Regions from separate parts of the Ovis aries genome. Here region 1 is linked to region 2. The links are chromatin contacts, called in public Hi-C maps. All regions are on one chromosome and are shown on one strand. The core of a region is the stretch at or near the end of the contact, and the rest is flanking DNA. Distances in the headings are between cores, read along the strand shown. Region 1 holds the start of CD59 (CD59 molecule (CD59 blood group)). Region 2 overlaps KIAA1549L (KIAA1549 like).

The links. Hi-C and Micro-C count contacts between places; a contact is called where the count stands out from the background.
Region 1: a contact with region 2 is called in a Hi-C map of liver, with 2.9 times the contacts expected there. The contact joins the promoter of CD59 here to the enhancer-like site in region 2. A contact is called at or near these places in 2 of 16 Hi-C or Micro-C datasets (liver and tail adipose tissue).

The regions. Positions count from the first base shown.
Region 1 is chr15:63,181,759-63,184,458 of ARS-UI_Ramb_v3.0, forward strand. It overlaps CD59 (CD59 molecule (CD59 blood group)), which reads right to left and starts at 1,298. Exons shown (of 4, transcript XM_015101109.3): 1 at 1,260-1,298.
Region 2 is chr15:63,017,483-63,020,243 of ARS-UI_Ramb_v3.0, forward strand. KIAA1549L (KIAA1549 like) reads left to right here. Exons shown (of 21, transcript XM_042233338.2): 10 at 1,326-1,497. Among named protein-coding and RNA genes, the nearest start is that of C15H11orf91, 120 kb to the right of the region's middle. Within about 2 kb of position 1,444, at least 5 of the 54 cell types and tissues checked have an H3K27ac peak or open chromatin away from gene starts, as enhancers often do. A contact at or near this core is called in liver, where this site is marked.

The sequences.
Region 1 (2,700 bases), core at 48-2,547, 160 kb after region 2:
GATATGGTGTGGGCTACATCTCTAGCTTTGTAAAATTTATGGGCTGATCTGTTTAGAATGAAACAGTTAATGCAGGCTTCCCTGGTGGTCGATAAAGAACGTCCCTTTCAGTCCATAAAGAATTCCCCTGCAATGCGTGTGACCTGGGTTCGATCCCTGGGTTGGGAAGATCCCCTGGAGGAGGGCATAGCAACCCACTCCAGTATTCTTGCTTGGAGAATCCCCATGGACAAAGGAGCCTGGAGGGCTGCAGTCCACGGGGTCACAGTCGGACATGACTGAGGAACTAAACACAGCACAGAGTTCTTGCAGTTGAGAGCGGTAGGCAGGTCTCCGCTGGGGCCCCCTGGTATCTTTTAAAAGTCGGCCAAGAAGAGGATTTTTAAAAGAATCAGCTGGCCACAGCAAGAGGCACTTTTAAAGTGGACATAAGGCATTACAGGAAGGAAAAAGAAGGCAAGCACTGGTCAAAAGCAAAACGGGAGGAAGCCTCCTGCACCAGTTTTCACAAGGTGGCAACGGGCCACACTGCATTTTCAAATAAGTCACCCAGCTACTGCCAAAGTGAGTCACCAAGCCCATCTCTTTTTCGTGTGGGAAGCGGGCTAAAGGGGAGAACTCACAAGCGTCAGAGGAGAAATAGAACGTTACTTGGTACCCTTCCAGGATCCATGGAGAAAATCACTACTTAACGTCTCCTTAAAAGTCAGCCGTCAGACTCCAAGAAGGGTGCGGCCCAGGCCGGCCCAAGAAAACCAACATCGTACTTGAAATGTCTAAGTTACGACCCCACCTTGCTTTTTAAAATTTCAAAATTTAGACTTCCAGGGTAAGAGAAGAATGTCGACACTCAGGGATGGGGTTATAACCTCCTTTCAAGGTGCGATCTGTTTTCCCTAAATTGCAAGAGCTCCTTTTCAGAATCGAGGTTCGGAAGGTATTCCCGGGGACTGGGGGCTGGGCGGGGGGGGGGTGGAGGGGGGGGGAGGGAGGGTGGGGGGGTGGCGGGGGGTGGCGGGGGCGCGCGGAACGGGGAATGCGTCAGCTCCCTTCTCGCTGTATACAAAAGACGCCGGAAGGGCGGGCGAAGAAGGAAGGGCGCCGAAGCTCGCCGTCCCCCAGCGCGGAGGTCGGCGCAGGGTAAGCGCGCCAGCTCGGACCCTCCAAACCCCTCAGTCCCGCGGCCCAGCTGCTAGAGCAGCGGGTCAAGCGTCTCAGCGCCGGGCTCGGAGCGCGGCTCCCCGACCCTCCAACCTTACCTAAACGCCACACGCCTCCGCTTCAGCGCCGCAGAACCTGCGACAACAGCCCAGCCCCTCTTTATCGCCTGGGCTGGGAGGGAGGCGAGCCCCGCCCCCGCCCGCCGGCCCCGCCCCCTCCCCTCCGAGCCCCGCCCGCCGCCGAGCTCTGCGCGCCGCAGTGGCCAATCCAAGGTCACACGGCTGCGGGCAAGCAAGGGGTCTAGGCCACGGTGCAGAAAAAGACTCGTGACTAGGATTAGGTGAAGTTCTTTATGTTAAAAAGCTGAAAACGTAAAGTTTATGATGCCCTTCCTCCTTTGGATTTGTTATTAAAAAAAAAAATTCCAGGACTTAGGAATTTTGTTTACAAAAAAATATAAAAATGTTTTTCAAAATGTTTGCGTGCCCATGCCAAACTCCCATTGGCCAGGCTTCTCTCGGCTCTCGGGCTCTGGTAACCCACAAAGACCCTTCAGCCATAGCCACATCTGGTGCCTTGTGTCTTGTTTGGAAGCGAGATGAAATTTTTGTGGATTTTTTTTTGCGGGGGCGGGGGGGGGGGGTTGGGGGTGGAGCTGCGCAGGGCGTGGTCCACCACGCAGCTTGTGGAATCTTAGTTACGCGACAAGAGATGGAACTGGACTCTTGGCAGTGAGAGGCATGGAGTCCTAACCACTGGCTCGCAGGGGTATTCCCTTTTGTGATCTTAAAAGCGTATATTAGCCAGTCTGGGGCCAGTATCACCATTTAGAATGTTACTTTTATGTGAAGATAATAATCTGAAGTTTTCACTTATCACTTTGTCAGCATCCGCTCCGGAACTGCCTTAATGAGAGCCCTGCAAAGGAGAGCTGGGAAAGCAGGCCAGAGGTACATTCTTTTTCCAAGAGATTGACCTCTGCTGAGATGAAGTTCAAGGAGGGGAAATTGTATAACTCATCATGACATGTACCTTCTACCATGATCCTCTGATGGCTTTGGGGTGTCATGGAATGAATTTCATATGGTGGTGCCTTAATCTTGGTTTTTCTCTATACAAACTGGAGTCTCAAATCAGGATTTGCTTTAATATCACAGTCGTGGTGGTGGTGGTGTAGCCGCTAAGTCGTGTCTGACTCTTGTGACCCCATGGACTGCGACCCCACTAGGTTCCTCTGTCCATGGGATTCTCCAGGCAAGAACACTGGAGTGGGTTGCCATTTCCTTCTCCAGGGTATCTTCCTGACCCAGGGATCAAACCTGGGTTTTCTGCACTGCAGGCAGATTCTTTACCGACTTAGCTATCAGGGAAGCCCTGATATTACAGTGTGCTTAAATCAGCTAATATGTGTGTTTCCTGATTGTTTACAGAGCTCTTTCACATGCATTTTCTGTGCATCCTATAAGCTCTCTTCCATTACCTGCTCATAATGTGGTGTAGCCAGTGTTGGCCTAAGAACCATGGCTGTATGTTTTCCTG
Region 2 (2,761 bases), core at 194-2,693:
CATGTGTCTCCGTAAGCAGTGCATCATTTGGTTTTGTTTGGTTTTGAACTTTATATTCTGTAATTTGTCTCTTTTGCTCCATATCAGGTTTTGTATTCACCCACATTGGATCAAAGAGCCTTAGTTCTACTACTCTATAATATTTAATTGTGCAACAGTACTATAATTCATTTATCCATCCTACTGTTAGTGACTTCTGAATTTTTGTATTTTTTTTTGCTATTATGAACAATGCTGCTATAAACGTTTTTGTTACCTCTTTTGATATCCTGTGAAACTCATAATCTGTAAGATATACTTTGGGAAATACTTATATGATGCCATATTTATCAATGGTGAATTATGCTAGTGAAAACTTGATAACAACCTAAATGTCCACAAATGAAGGTTTAGTTAAGTTTATGAGACATGCACACAGTAGAACATTATGTAGGTATTAAAATTTATGTTTTATGTGTGATTATCAATTGTTAGTTACAATACTGAAAAATGAGTAACAATCTAGGTGTTTGACAATAAAGGATTGGGTGAGTAAATTTATGAGGCATGCCTTGGAATGCCATGTAGAAATTAACATTTATGCTTTTATTATAATTAAGCCCCTATGGATGTAAGTAAAAATGGCAATATATAATATTATATAGAAAGTATGATAAATAATTTTGTAAAATGATAAGAGACTTGTGTGGAAAAAAAATAGTAGCAAATACTCTAAAATGATGATAGTAATTAGCTTGTAGAGGAGGGGTTACAGGTTGTTTATATTTTATTTCATTTCTCGATGCTTTTCTGTATTTTCAAATTCTCTGTAGTGCAGTGAGAAAAAGCAACAAAGGTTATTTTAGAAAAAGAACTTTGAGTCTCCAAACCTTGCTTTTATCAGAGACCTTTTGAATTGCAAACATAGAAGTTCATTTTTTTTCCCCTCTCTGGCAATTGCAGGAATTTGAAATTAGAAATCTTGTCTAAGCATAACCTAACATGCCCTGAATTCATGTGGAGGCCTATTTTCAAATGAGGCCAGAGTTCTCTAGAAGCTGGAGACTTGACCATTTCAGCGTTTCTTCTCTGTCTCAAACTGTTCTTCCCAGAAGTTTGTATTTTCAAGACTGTTTTCTCCTCCCTGCCTTCCTCTTCCAGCGATAGTAGGGTTTCTTGAGACGTCGGTGTTAGGGAGGTACACGAAGGTTGACGCCTTAAATATCTGTTATGGGTCTACTCAGCTGCAGAAGGCTTCACAGTCGGGAGTGAGCCTGCTGATCACGTGAGTAATTGCAGAGCTGATACACGATGCCCTGTAAACAAAGCCTATCTTTTTCTGAAAGATGGTAAAGATGCAGCGGGTGCCGGGACCCAAGGACCCTGCGGAGCTGACTTACTACACCCTGTACAATGGGAAGCCTCTGCTGGGGACTGCAGCTGCCAAGATCCTGAGCACCATTGACTCCCAAAGGATGGCCTTGACTCTGCACCATGTTGTTCTTCTGCAAGCTGACCGTAAGGGGACAGTCTTTCCATTCAATATTTTTAACATCAGCAAATATTTCCTGTTCATCCAAGTGAGTCCCTAAACTCATGTTAGTAGACCCAGAGCTAAAAATATTTCTATTCTGCAAGGTTCTCAAACCAACCAGCTGTTTCCTATATTGTTTAAAGCAATAGGTTTTGGGTGAAAGTGAAAGTCACTCAGCCGTGTCCGACTCTTTGTGACCCCATGGACTATACAGTTCACAGAATTCTCTGGGCCAGAATACTGGAGTGGGTAGCCTTTGCCTTCTCCAGGGGATCTCCCCAACCTAGGGATCAAACCCAGGTCTCCTGCATTGCAGGCAGATTCTTTACCAGCTGAGCTCTCAGGGAAGCCCTGATATGAGGTAGCTATCGGGTTTTGGGGAAGGGATGTGTTTTGGATACTAGGGTGATGGTAATACTGCTTTGCCCCAGGTCCTACCCGCTCTCCCTCCTCAGTATAGTCTTGTGAGCAGCTAGAAAAATCACCACTGCTGAGATTGTATTTGTCTGCTGGGGAATTAAAGGTAATTTGATTCAGTAAACTTTCCAGAGTCCTACATGAACTGTGCTGGAGGACTCAGAGAAGTGGGCAAGACTTGCTAAATCCCTGCCTTTAAGGAGCAGAGAAGCTGTTGATGCAGATATAAAGGGGTAGAATGCAGAGATGCTTCGAGGAGACAATGTGATTGATACAGGGCTCAACAGAGGGACAGATTGCTCTCAAGGGGTATCTGGGAAGAATTAATAGAGAAAGGGTATGAAACATAATAACTGCCTTTTTGAGGGTCCTCCCCATGGCAGCTACTATGCTTATTGCTTTACATAATTTTTCTCTATTTCTCTGGGGCAACTTTATTTAGCTCCCAGTTACAGATGAAGAAACCTACGCTAAGACAGGTTAACTAATTTGCTCCACATCACAGAATTAGTACTTGATCTGGTATGAATTCCAAGACAGGAATCTGAATCTGAGTTCAAAAGTGTGTTTGTAACTGTATTGTACGCTATGATTCCAGCCGAGGGTGGGGAAGAGGGTATAGTCCAGAAAGAGCAAGCAGCAGGAGCAATAGAAAGGAAGTGAGAAGTACCAGTGGTGCTTGAAAAAAAGGAGTCAAGTTTCCTGCAGTACTGAAGCATGAGGAGGAGATGATGGGGGTAGAAATGAGCATTGCTTAGGAGACTCAGGCCTTGCATGGCAAGAGAAGGGATTGTACAGTGATGAGATTGGTTCTGGGGAGCTATTGGAGAT